Regions from separate parts of the Mus musculus genome. Here region 2 is linked to region 1. The links are chromatin contacts, called in public HiChIP or PLAC-seq maps. All regions are on one chromosome and are shown on one strand. Each heading gives the region's core, a stretch centred on a gene start, on an enhancer-like site or on the middle of the called end of the contact. The rest is flanking DNA. Distances are from core to core; before and after follow the strand shown.

Region 1 (7,180 bases), core at 2,332-4,831:
GAAACTTAGAAGCAATCCCACTAAAATCAGGGACTAGACAAGGCTGCCCACTTTCTCCCTACCTATTCAATATAGTACTTGAAGTCCTAGCCCAAGCAGTTACACAACAAAAGGAGGTCAAAGGGATACAAATTGGAAAGCAAGAGTTGAAATATTACTATTTGCAGATGATATAATAGAATATTTAAGTGACCTCAAAATTCCACCAGAGAACTCCTAAGCCTGATAAACAACTTCAGAAAAGTAGCTGGATATAATACAAACCAGTGGCCTTCCTCTTCTCAAAAGATAAACAGGCTGAGAAAGAAATTAGGGAAACAACACCCTTGACAATAGTCACAAATAATATAACATACCTTGGTGTGACTCTAACTAGGCAAGTGAAAGATCTATATGACAAGAACTTCAATTCTCTGAAGAAAGAAATCAAAGAACACCTCAGAAGATGGAAAGAGTTCCCATGCTCATGGATTGACAGGATTAGTATAGTAAAAGTGGCCATCTTGCAGAAGGCAATCTACAGATTCAATGCAATGCCTATCAAAATTCCAACTCAGTTTTTCATAGAGTTAGAGAAATTTGCAAATTCATCAAGAATAACTAAAATCCTAGGATAGCAAAAACTATTCTCAGCAATAAAAGAACCTCTGGTGGAATCACCATCCCTGACCTCAAGCTGTACTACAGAGCAATTGTGATAAAAACTGCATGGTATTGGTTCAGTGACAGGCAGGTAGATCAATGGAATAGAATTGAAGACCGAGAAATGATGGTCACTTGATCTTTGACAAAGGAGCTAAAACCTTGCATTTTCAACAAATGGTGCTGGTTCAACTGGCTGTCAGCAGGTAGAAGAATACAAATCGATCCATTTTTACCTCCTTGTACAAAGCTCAAGTCCAAGTGGATCAAGGACCTCCACATAAAACCAGAAACACTGAAACTAATAGAAAAGAAAGTGGGGAAGAGCCTTGAAGACATGGGCACAGGGGGAAAGTTTCTGCACAGAACACCAGTAGATATGCTCTAAGATGAAGAATTGACAAATAGGACCTCATAAAATTGCAAAGCTTTTGTAAGGCAAAGAACACTGTCAATAGGACAAAACAACAACCAACAGACTGGGAAAAGATCTTTACCAACCCTACATCGAATAGAGGGTTAATATCCAATATATACAAAGAACTCAAGAAGTTAGACTCCAGAGAACCAAACAAAAATATGGGGTACAGAGCTAAACAAAGAATTTCCAACTGAGGTATATCGAATGGTTGAGAAGCAGCTAAAAAAATGTTCAACACACTTAGTCATCAGGGAAATGCAAATCACCTCACACCAGTCAGAATGGCTAAGATAGAAAACTCAGGTGACAGCAGATGCTGGTGAGGATGTGGAGAAAGAGGAGCACTCCACAATTGCTGGTGGGATTGCAAGCTGATACAATAACTCTGGAAATCAGTTTGGCGGTTCCTCAGAAAATTGGACATAGTAACTACCTGAGGACCCAGCTATACCACTCCTGGGCATATACCCAGAAGTTGCTCCAACATTTCATAAGGACACATGCTCTACTATGTTTATAGCATCATTTTTTATAATAGCCAGAAGCTAGAAAGAACCCAGATGTCCCTCATCAGAGGACTAGATACAGAAAATGTGGTATATTTACACAATGGAGTACTACTCAGCAATTAAAAACAATGAATTTTTGAAATTCTTATGCAAATGTTTGGAATTAGAAAATATCATCCTGACTGAGGTAACCCAATCACAAAAGAACACACATGGTATTCACTCACTGGTAAGTAGATATTAGCCCAGAAGCTCAGAATACCCAAGATACAATGCACAGACCACATGAAGCTCAGGAATAAGGAAGACCAAAGAAGTGGGAACAAAATACCCATGGGAGGAGTTACAGAGACAAAGTGTGGAGCAGAGACTGAAGGAATGACCATCCAGTGACTGCCCCACCTGGGGATCCATCCTATATATAGTCACTGAACCCAGACACTATTATGGATGCCAACAAGTGCTCGCTGACAGAAGCCTGATAGACCTATCTCCTGAGGGGCTCTACCAGTGCCTGACAAATACAGAGGTGAATGCTCTCAGCCACCCATTGGACTGAGCATAGGGTCCCCATTGGCAGAACTAGAGAAAGGACCCAAGGAACTCAAGTGGTTTGCAGCCCCATAGGAGGAACAACAATGTGAACCACCCACTACCCCCCAGAGCTCCCAGGGACTAAACCACCAACCAAAGAGTACAGATGGTGGGGCTCATGGCTCCAGCTGCATATGTAGCAGAGGATAGCCTTGTCAGGCATCAATGGGAGGAGAGGTCCTTGGTCCTGTGAAGCCTCTATGCGCTAGTGTAGAGGAATTCCAGGGCCAGGAAGCGGGAGTGGGTGGGTTGGTGAGCAGGGTTGGGGAGAAGGGATAGGGGTTTTCAAAGGGGAAACCAGGAAAGGGGATAATATTTGAAATGGAAATAAAGAAAATATCTAATAAAACAAAAAGAAAATAATGTCCATGAGAACAGATCTGTTTTGTTCTCTCTTATATCTCCAGCTTCTAAACTTATGCTGTACAGAAGGGAAATGTTCCATATATATGATCTAATAAAGTGGGTGAAACTCAGTATACACCAGGCTGGTATGTGTAGTACTTAGCAGACCCTGACTGGTGTAGCCATTTTGGGAGAATGAGATTGAAGGGAACCACTCATCTCCAGGGTCAAGGTTTGGAAAACCTTCAGTGGAGAAAGAGACAGCATGAAGGTGAGCCTAGGTTTGGGACACTAAGTAATATTTAGATTTATGAACTCAAGGACAAGGTGGAGAGAAACCACTTAAACAAAGGTACAGAGATAGAATAGCCCAGGATGCTTTAAAAAGGAAAATACTAACCAAAGAGTAGCCAGAGTCAACAATGCCTGATGACAGTAAATATTGAATGTTAGTAAAGACTAGTCAGCGAGTCTGCTCTGCCTAAGCCATTGAGATAATATTCAGAAGGTCTAGGCTAACATCCTGACCTGGCATTCATTTACTCTGTTTTTAATGTAAGCATTAATTTGTATGTGGGAATTTTATAGTTATCAGGCAGTTCTCTTAAATGCAATCATTAATTACTCCATTCTTTAGCCAAGAAATTAGGTCTTAAAGAATTCACCTCTTCTTCTATCACAAAACAAGGATATGGTGTGTCAAGTGTTTTAAGTAAAAGCATGGGGTGTGCCATTGGCTGTCACTTAGTCAATAAAAATGGTGCCTTTTTCTCTCTTAGCAGTGACTTTGTGAAGGACTTTGGAAAACTGAATGGACACATCTGAAATTGGGTTTCAATTTTGAGAGAGCACAAATGATCACAACTCATATCACTCAGTGGCCTAGTACTGTTCAAATACTGTTAAAAGAGTTGCCTTTTTATAACATTACAAACAAAACAAAACATAAAAGTACAAAGCCCCATTTGTGGGATCTGGGCCATATCCATGGGAATGCCTGGATGAGAAACTATTGAGAATGTGAAGAACCGGGGCTGGAGAGATGACTCAGTCGTGAAGGATGCTTGCTACCTTTAAAACAACAAATAACTGAATCCCATGCCTATTACTCATGGCAGGAAGCTCAGAGTCACCTGTAACTCCAGGTCCATCTGATGGCCAAAGGGCATCTGATGACCGTTTTGGCCTTTGCACACACTTTATACATCTTCATGTGCACACAAACACATTAAAATTAAACCTGTTTATAAAACAGAGTGGGAAGAGCAGGAAAGTGTGGGTGTCGGCTCCTCGAACCACAGTCACACCAACCAAAGCCTTCCCCAAAGAACACTTAAATGTGAGCATTTTAGTCGGCACGCGCAGTTGAGTATCAAGTCATTAACTCCAGCACACTTCCTCCTTCTTAAGAGCAGAGCTGAGCTTAGCTGTCCTCTGACTTCAGCCTGCCCAGTACCTGCTATTCATTTCAGAAATGAATTCTATTTTTTCAAATCTTTTACTTAGGCAGGTCCACAGTGGCAGAGTTCACACCTTGGCTATTGCTTTAAAAAATGAACAACTGATATGCAAAAGTTTGACAAACTTGAGCTAAGGTCACTGAAGGCTTAAATGGTAAGAGCTTAAAAATATTAAGGCAGACAGAGACTAAATCTCCTCCAGGTCGATCCTACAACCTGAAATGTTTTCCTAAACATATAAACCTTAAAATAATGTTAATAAATCTAAAATGCCTCAAGTAAATGTGGAACTCCAGTTGTTTTAATATAGAAATATTAGCACTAATGGGTTTCTAAGACATCTCTGTAGACTTATGGTTAGTGTTTTCAGTGTTAGCCTTTATGAAGCTGGAACTCACATGTGTTCATAAGGGATGCATACACTGGGAAATTGTGGTCAAAATGTCAAACAGTAAACATCAGAGTTCAGGCTAGTTCACTTCAATATTTATGTTAATTTTGTAAAAACTTATTTGGATGATTTTCATGATAGCCTCCACGTTAGAGAAAAACCTTCATGGAAACTTATTGAGGATCAATATTTTAAAAATCGTTTGGTCACATAGAACTACCTGACAGTATTATCCAAATAGCCTGCTAAGGAAAGCTGCTTACCCTATAAATGTACCTTATGATTAAAACAGTACATCATTATCTGAGGTCCAAAGTCTTCTTGGTTAATAGATTTAAACGGTTTTTAATCCAGTCAATAAATGTGAAGGTCCACTGGCTACATTCTCTTCAGGCTTCTGCTAATTAATTATGGCTTATTTTGCTCAAGTTCTATTGTCATGCTGGCTGTGTAACTCAGGGCAAAGACTCACTCTAGTGATTTGCACCTTGAGGTATTGAATTGGAAGCCAATCAGGCTTGACTCAAATGAATTTGGACACTGGCTAAACAGGAACTTAAGAGTGGTGCACCAGTATTCCCAGCCCTGCTCTCCCTAACAGTGAAGCTCTGGGGAATAATTGTTTTACAAAGGTCCTTTGGTCCTGACAGTGTGGAGCTGCTCTTGGTCATCGAGTAACAGAGTTCTGGATAGTTTTGTTTGACTTTCCAACAGAAGCTGTTGCCTAATTTTTTTTTCTCATTGTAAAAAACTTATTCAATTTTACTGTTTTATGGGTTTTCTCATTATTTCATGACTCAGAGTACTTTTTTTTTTTTTTTTAAATAAGGACTTTTCTCATTATGGAATTTTTCGTCCCTGAACCAGGCTCACTGGCTGGGTAGACTGCCTGGCTAGGCCCACTGGTGGCTAGACTGGCTGACCAGAGTGCCCCAGGATCCGCCTGCCTCTGCCTCCAGGTTTGATGTTACAGAGGCGCCTCCTAGCCTGGCTCCTGGGGATGCCTGGTCCGGTCTTCTACAGGCACGGAGTAGTTAACTGAATGAATTCTCTCCCCAGCCCAGCATCTGAAATCAATACATTGCCCAGTGTGTGTATGTGTCCCCGCCACATCCCATGTATGTGCCTGCGAGCGATGATCAGGCGACTCAGATATTACCCAGTGTTTGGGAAAATTCCCGTATGCCAGGTTACTTTAAGACATATTTTTTTTTTCTGTAGCACCTATTTTATTAGCTAGATCAACCATTATTCAGTATGGAAAGGAACTACATCAATGTGAATATAGCTACTAGATAGGTGTCCATTGAGACTGTCTCACAGGCTGGTTACCACAGCCATATCCAGCAAGCCTTTCTGCAGTGTACACTCACTCACAGTGACTGTTACAGTGGTCCCTACAATCCCAACTACTCCTGAGCGCTAAGACAGGGCCATTGGGAATTCAAGATTAGCTTACATGCACTTGCATCTGTGCGTATATATTTGATTTGGGGCTGTGCTGTAGATCACACCAGGGCCTTGTCCATGCCAGGCAAGCATGAGTTTCCTTTTATAAGCACTTAACCCACACCAGGAGAAGCTAGGGAGATAACTTAGGGCTGACTGCTGTATGCACAGGCTGCTCTTCTAGACAACCCAGGTTCGATTTCTAGTATCCACATAGTGGCAAACATCCATCTATAACTATTTCAAAGAAGTCAGAAGCCCTGTTCTGGCCTCCGTGGGCCCTACACACCATGTAGTGCACAGACATACATGCAAGTTGTGTGTGTGTGTGTGTGTGTGTGTGTGTGTGTGTGTGTGTAAGTAAAACCACTTTGTCCTCTAAACATGCAATGAGAAAAGACTCTCCACAGCTGAAAATCTGCTTTGTTGAGGGAAAAGTGTAAGTGAGCTAGAAGTCACTGCTTTATGGGCTTTAAGACTGTGGGCAGTAGCGTTGTTTTATATTTAAGTCATGAAATAACCATGCATACCACATACACACATATGGCAGTTATGCTGAAGCATTGACACAATTGTTTATTTTTTTGAGGGGAAATAGGCCTTTTATATAATGGCGTTATAGTGAGTGTCATTTTTAGATGTGAAAAAAATGAGTACCTGCCATTTTCTTGTTATCCTGAGGTCAGAGCCTACCACAGAGATTTTAATATTTGAAAACTCTTCTATTCAGTGGAATCTCAGCATTGAAGACAATGACTTTCTGAAGATGCAGCATTCCGCCCCAATGTATCTGACCTTTCTTGGTCAGGAAAATAAAACATCAACCCCTCTTGTTTGTTTTCCTCACGTCTCGTCTCACACAGCTCAGTATTAGTTGATCAGGAGATATTCTTGCTCCTTAGTCTCTGTAGTTAGCATCTTTTGTGGAACAGCTGCCAGCAGATGAGGCACGTGCTGTCCTGGCACCGTCATCAGCCATTTGGAACCGAGGAACTGCTTTAAGGAAGTGTTCAGCCATAAAAGTGGGATTGACACAGGCGTGGCCATATGCACCTGTGATTCCAGCCCCTCGGAAGACTGAGACTGGAGGACTGTGGTAGAAAAAGAATTCTCACTGGGGGAAAACAGTGGTGCCTATAGATAGAACTAAAGATTTACAGACTCCTCCTAATCTAGTGGTAAATGAGAAGTTCTTCGTGTATTGTGCTACTCAGTTCTACTGAGGATTAAGATGTGCCTCAGACACAGAGAGTGGCAGTGTGTGTCTCTCTGACGGAAGACTCACTGAAGCCAGAACTTACTCTAAGAAAGGAGGTAGGAGAGAATACATGTGTTAAGTGATTAAGTTATTGCTTGTGTGCAAGGCCAT
Region 2 (6,765 bases), core at 1,368-3,867, 410 kb after region 1:
ATTTAGTATAAGACAAATATCAAGGAGTATATGTGCTTGCAACAGGCTGTACCAGGTGTCCATGAAAGTCAGTCATTTTTATTCTACAATGAGGCATATAAAAAGCTGATCAAAGTCTCAGTATTAAAGGTCCATCTGACATATCGATAGGAAACACCTAAGGTTTGAAACAGAACCAATCTGTGGATTGCCTGTTGCATGCCAGGTGCCATACTAGACTCTGTGCGCGTGACATCTCAGAGTAGATGACTCCTATCACTGTGTGTGGCGCCTGAGTCTCCAGTGCCAGTGTCTCTAGGTGATAATATCTGAAGGTGACTTGGGCAAGGGAAGGTGAAAGCTGGGGTAGCTTTCTAAACACAGATGTGTTCATGCAAGCTTTGTTGAGATGTTACTCATCTGTTTACCAGTGTAAAGTGTCTGATCTGTTGTGGCCTGGGTCTCCTTGGGAGTAGTGATACTTGCCATGAGCACACTCAGTTTTAGAACACCGACTGACTCAACCTATCCATCAGCCCGAGCGCCCCTTAGTGTGCGCTCCCCATTTGGCACAATAATCCCAGCCATAGGTGACTCGTAGGAGGCAGCAGGGGTAGTCAATGTTTCAGTGCCTTCCACTTAGCGAAGTGGGGGGTTTGATGGGCATCTGTCTGAACTGGCCTCCTAGTCCTGGATTTCTGGAAGCCACTGTCCTTTTACTTTCCTCTCCTTGATGGCAGAAGGCAGAAAGTGGGCCCAGCAGGTATTAGAATGAGTGGGAATTAGTGTCAGAGCTTCTGCTGGGGCGGAACATGCCTCCACCACCGCATCTGTCCACTGTGGCCACTCACACTCGCAGGGAGCTCTGGCCTCAGGGCTTCACTGGGGCAGAAAGCATGATACCCACCTTCTCCCATGTTAGTGTACTTGTGCAGTGTGCAGATTCTCCCATGCAGAAGCCACCCCAGGGGCTTTGCAGGAACTCTCCCCTGTTCAAGCCTTTATCTCTCCACTCCCTTTTGCAGTTCACACTCTGGAGGGAGGAATCATACCTTTCCTCTCTGAGCATTAGCAGTAGGGAATGTTATCCGTGTTGGAACTGGGCACCCGCCCAAATTCTGCTGGTGCCTGAACTGATACTGAGCTGAGCTAGAGACAGCTGGGTGCTTGGGTGGGTATGAGCTAGCTGCCACCAAGCCCTTGGGCCTGTGCTGCGGAAATTCATCCTGGTTAGCCTGGCAGGCTGGGAATCCTGATAGTAGACATGGCACCATCCCCCATCAGGCAGGTGTTGCAGGCAGGATCTAGGGAGCCCCTCTAAGGAAAGTGGGTCCCTATAGGTCAGGCGCTGGCATGGCTGTGGATGCCAGAGGAAAATCATGCCTATATACCACAGCACCGTTCCCCAAGGAGACGCCTATTCACATACTCTGATAACTGGCTGTGAACATACCAGGAAGTGCTTTTTTAATTATGTAATTGCTTTCACACTACATATATAAAGGGAACCAGCACACTCACTCGTATTTGGAAAACTTGTGTGAGATATTGGGGGTGAGGGCTGGGGAGATGGCTCAGGGGATAAAGTGCTTGCCTTTCGAGCATGAGTCCCAGAGTTTAGGTTCCCAGCACGCATGCAGGTGGCCCATCAGCAGCCCTGGCAGCGAGAGACTCATAAGCAAAAGATCTCTAGAGCAAGCTGGCTAGCTGTCCTAGATGAATTAGAAAGCTCTGGATTCAAAGTAGAGACCCTGCCTCGGTGTATGAGGTAGCGATTGATCAGAACAGACACCTGACGTCAACTTCTCTACTCCACCTCTGTGTGCACACATGTACATCCACGCACATCAGAACATGCATATATACATGCACGAATGCTCAACTTCTAGGGGAAAAAAAGAAGAAGCAATTTGATTTCCTACGTACACCATAATGGTTATGGTATTGGGTACGATAGCTTTTTGAGTGTCTAGGTAAAAATATGAAATTTAATAAATTTGGGTGTTAGTGCCAAGTGATGAACCTGGCCCCTGGGTTAGAGAAACCACCCTGTACTAGAACACTGTTGGACAGAGGAATCACAGGCATGAGAAGCAGACCGGTGGGGCTAGGGGTGTCTCTGCTTTCAAGCAAGCCATCGTTTCAGTTTGCACTTGTGACCACAAGGACAGTTCGGCTTCCTTTCTTCCTGGGTGCCTGACAGAAGGGTTACCATGGTAACCCGTCAAACCCATAAGCCTGGGTTCTGGTGATCACAGATGTTCTCGTTTGAGCAAGCAGAGGCCATTCCGGACTCTCAACGCTGCAACTGCTTCCTCCCGGGCTTCGCCTTCACCTCCCATCCTGTTAGCCTAGACACAGACACCCTGCCAGTCTGCCAAGCCCTGATGTCCACTGCCATTCCTGTGGCCCAGGCCATTTCTGGTGTGAGTGGCTGGCACCGTGTCCAGAAGGCAAGCCCCACCCCAGGAATGGTGCTGCTGTGCTGGGATGTTTATTCTTTGGAAGGGAGGCTCTGGAGCTGTGCCCTGAGTCTAGGGTCTGTGTATCCCACATCCACGTCATCTTCACATCTACCTCTTTGGGCTGGCCTTCTGCTCTACAGAGGCGTGTGTACCCTTGGCAGAGAGAGGGAGGTCGGCAGCTGACTCATGCGCCAAAGGTCAGCATGGTAGCCGGTGCCAGCTCCTCTCTTCCCTGGGCATGGCCGTCGTCTTGGACCTTTTAGACACTTGGACTGACTTTATGCAGAACAGTCTGGATTTATGAGTTAGACTTGGGCTTGGGTTTATTATTTTGTACTTTGGATCCTTCCTTTAAAAAGACCAGAGATAAAAATACCGCCCTTTGCCAACGTTGCTCCCCTCAGCCTCACCTCACTTCCCTCTAGAAAGGAGAGTGTTGGAGGTTTTGTTCATTGTTGTTACAGATGGGCAGACTTGGAAAGCTGTGGGTTTCAAAGAGGCCAGGGCATACCTGGAGTCTCCCCTGGTTCCTTCTCTAGGCCTGATGTCCCTGTTATTGCTAATCCTGTGGCTACAGACCTTGTAATTCCCATCATTAAGGACACTTGGAGTTGTGTGACTTGAGAGGTGGGTGGGCCCTGGCCTGTTTACTCCATCGCCCTAGTGTTTGGGTTTCCTGATTTCCATTGGCAGTTTGGATATGAGCTTGAAGGTTGGAGGCTTGCTGCCGACTGCTGCAGTGACCCAAGACCCAAGTCTTTGCTAGCCAGGGTGTGCATCAGCCCTGGGCATGCGAAAACTCTCAGACTGGTACTCAGTGGTTTTCCAGTGGGGTCGGGGGTTGTGTTCAACAGAAGGCACCTGGATGTAGTCTGGGTTGTCCTGGCTGGGCAGGAGTTGCTATGTTGCTCCTTAGGCAGTTCTGTGCCCTTACCCCTGGGCCAGAAACACAAAGAAGTATCCTCAGGGCAGAAGCAGGGCAGCAGAAAAGCCCCACCTTAATATAAGGGTTTATTGGGCAGCTACATGGTTGACTGAGTAGTCTTATTACCTTGTTTTGTTTGATTGCTCGCTTGTTTTATTTTTAAGACAGGGTCCCACAACCCAGGCTTGACTCGGAGTTGGTATTTACCCGAGGATGGCCTTGAACTCCCAATCTTGCTCCTGGGTGCTGGGATTCCAGGTGTGCACCACCATGCCCAGTTGTCTTACTGAGTGCACAGCTCTGTTCCTTCTGAGCTGTGTTTTGTTTTAGCATGAGCAAGAATATAAAGAGTGAGTGTGTGGGTGTGTATGTGGAGAGGGACAGCAAAGAAGTCTATTTTTATTCCTGACAAATTAGCTTCCTCCTTACCTAACATTCTTCTTTAAAAAAAGAAAGGAAGGAAAGAAGGAAGGAAGGAAGGAAGAGAGAGAGAGAGAGAGAGAGAGAGAGAGAGAGAGAGAGAGAGAGAGAGAGAGAAAGAAAGAAAGAAAGAAAGAAAGAAAGAAAGAAAGAAAGAAAAAGAAGGACCCAAACCCAAGTTATCTTGCCACTTCCAGATTACTAAAGCTCACCCTACCCACGAGGTATGGTATCAGGGTCTGGGAGACGAATGTGTGGCTACAGTGCATGCTGCACAGGCATCAGGACCTGAGTTTGGTCCCAAGTAAGAAGCTGGGCATGATAGCGTGTGCTTGTACAACCCCAGGGTTTGGGAGATGGAGACGAGGTGCTAGACTTGCTGACCAGCCAGCCTAGCCTAAATGTGAGTCCTGGTCCCAGTGAGAGATTCTGTCTCAAAAAAAAAAAAAAAAAAAAAAAAAAATGAGGTGGATAGCTCCTTAGCAAAGACACCCAAGGCCGACCCATTGGTTCCACACCCCTGTGCAGACACATGCATGGATACACTCATCCACACAAATGAAAAAACAAACAAACAAACATACAAACAAACAGCATAACAACACCGAGTCAAAACTGAAGAATACTTTTATACTGTCTTCTGGGATTCGCATTTTGCTTTGTAAATCCATTCTTAAAAGGATGCATACCGGCAGGCACATCATCAATTTCCCGGCCCTTCCAAGACACTTCTGGGGGAAGTGGATGAAAGGTGTAAATTAAGAAAAGCAAGTGTTTGTGGCTTCCACCTTAACCTTCTGCTACGTTAAATGGCTCTGTTGAAGAGGGCTGTCACAGCTCTTGAAAACTTGGGAAAATCCAAGCAGGCTGTGACATGAGTCACCTTTGGGAGCCCAGGATGTTTGATGTGAAAATTATATGGGCACATCTAATTGGGTGCAATTTCACCCCACGAGATATCTACTGCAAGGGTGACTCCCCCTTCCCTTGTTTTTAAGCTAAATTGTTTAATCTGAATTGCATACTCCTCAGAAGCATTCAATGAATCAGCTGCCACTTTTCAATGTCTTTTGTTTAGCCACTGACTATATGAGCCAACCATACACACCCCTAGACACCCTGGAAGAGTTAGCGACTTATCTCTCCCTGATGTGGAGGATTGTGACAACTATAGCCTTCTACTCATGTTCCATAATTTAGTCTTCCCAGTGTCCTCAGAGCCCAGCCTGCAGGGAAGAAACAAACATCCCCCCCCTTCTTTGTGTGTGTGTGTGTGTGTGTGTGTGCGCGCGCGCGTGCGTGCTCCCTGTAAAATGGGGAAGAATCATTTTTGTCTTGCTGGATTCTCAGAGATGTGCACTCATTTCCAGTAAAATGTTCTCAGAGCGAAATAGAAAGCTCTCACATAGAGATAAGATAATGGGCAATTAAGTTAATTTAAACCCCAGAGTTAACAATGATCAGTTAATTCATATACCACGAGTTTCACCTACGTGATACAGAGCACTCTTTCATTCTAGTGTATTTATAGGGCCGTTTAGCTGTCACCACCACATTAGACTTTTTATGCCCCCTCTTAACCGAAACACTTCACGTAAACGGCTATTGGTCAACCGCGGCTTCATTCTTTTCTTCTTCTGTTCTTCAGTCTCAGGACAGCCATCACTCTCTGTTTCTATGAGTCTTCTTGTTTTAAGTCTTCCCTTACCCATGGAAGTCAGTGTGTGGTCCCTTATGTGTGGCTTCTTTCACTTGCCCTGATGCCCTAAACATCTGTGTACTGTCCGCTACACCAATACTGCTTCCTTTAGCGACTGAGTACTATTCCATTGCATAGATAGATAGATCATGCTTTACTTATGGTAAATTTCAAAATTAAAACACTTTCACCTACGCTCGTATTTGTTTAAGTTTCCAAAGCTTCTTTTCTCTCTCTCTCTCTCTCTTTTTAAGTTAATGGATATTGGGGAGCAAAAATTTCCAAATTTGTGAGCTTCCTCTGTGTTTCAATAAGCCCGTATCTTGACAAAAGACATCTAGGGGCAAGTGCTGGTCGGAGCCAGGAGTCTTGAAGAATCAAGGCTTACAGTCAGTGAAACAGTAACTGCTTTTGGTTAGTCTTTCTGTGGGTCACCAGAGGATTAAGACATTATCTCCAGAGGCTGGAGTGTGGTCCTGGCAGAGCCGTCTCCAGTGGGCTGTGTTCTCTGCTGGTAATCTTTGCTGACTTGATCATCCGTCTGCTGGTACCCCACAGTCTGAGGAGGTGAGGCTGTGTCCAATCTGGGGAATCTCTTTCCGTTTGGAGGGTTGAGAGGCCTAGCTCTGTTTGCATTCTGAGAGGGGGTGGAAAGGGTCTGCTCCGTGGACGTTGCTCTTTGGTTGATTGGCTGAAGGCAGTTTCTCCTTTGGTTGATTGGCTGAAGTCAGTTTCTCTGTTGGTTAATTGGCTGAAGGTGGGGTTTCTCTCTCTGCTGGGGTGGAGTTGGCCTGGGTTAGAGGCTCTCCTGGCTACCTTCCATGTTATTGTGGTGCTGGTTTTATTTTTACCAAGCAGGGATGAGGTGGCACACACCTTAATCCCAGCACTCGAGGCAGGCAGACAGATCTCTATGAGTTTGAGGTCCGACTAAATAACAAGCTTGAGGACAAATAGAGCTACATACTGAGGTCCTGTCTCATTAACAAAACAACCATAACGACAAAGATAGTAGAGGGCTATGACCAGCATGTACCAGATATAGTACCACACAGGCCGTGTAGGGTTGCATAGACCCATAATCCTAGCATTTGGGAGGTAGAGGCAGGAAGGTCTTCAGACCTTCAAGCCTCCTAAGTTTGAGCCTGGGATCCTTAAGAAAGCCTCAAAACAATAATAGAAGCTGGAACACTGCTTCTTCTAAATACACACACACACACATACACACACACACACACACACACTCAGAGTCCTGCTAATGAAGATACAAGTATTTG

The links. HiChIP or PLAC-seq counts read pairs in DNA pulled down with a chosen protein or histone mark.
Region 2: an HNF4G HiChIP or PLAC-seq map of pancreatic cancer cells shows a contact between it and region 1. The contact joins two enhancer-like sites. A contact is called at or near these places in 1 of 484 Hi-C or Micro-C datasets (bone marrow-derived macrophages) and 3 of 115 datasets of contacts at active chromatin or transcription factors (bone marrow-derived macrophages, embryonic basal ganglia and pancreatic cancer cells).

What each region holds. Positions count from the first base shown.
Region 1 is chr19:55,436,995-55,444,174 of GRCm38.p6, forward strand. All of the region lies in intron 5 of Vti1a (vesicle transport through interaction with t-SNAREs 1A), which reads left to right. Among named protein-coding and RNA genes, the nearest start is that of Vti1a, 120 kb to the left of the region's middle. Within about 2 kb of position 3,582, at least 31 of the 459 cell types and tissues checked have an H3K27ac peak or open chromatin away from gene starts, as enhancers often do. A contact at or near this core is called in pancreatic cancer cells, where this site is marked.
Region 2 is chr19:55,849,479-55,856,243 of GRCm38.p6, forward strand. The region is part of intron 5 of Tcf7l2 (transcription factor 7 like 2, T cell specific, HMG box); the gene reads left to right. Among named protein-coding and RNA genes, the nearest start is that of Gm52391, 85 kb to the right of the region's middle. Within about 2 kb of position 2,618, at least 59 of the 459 cell types and tissues checked have an H3K27ac peak or open chromatin away from gene starts, as enhancers often do. A contact at or near this core is called in pancreatic cancer cells, where this site is marked.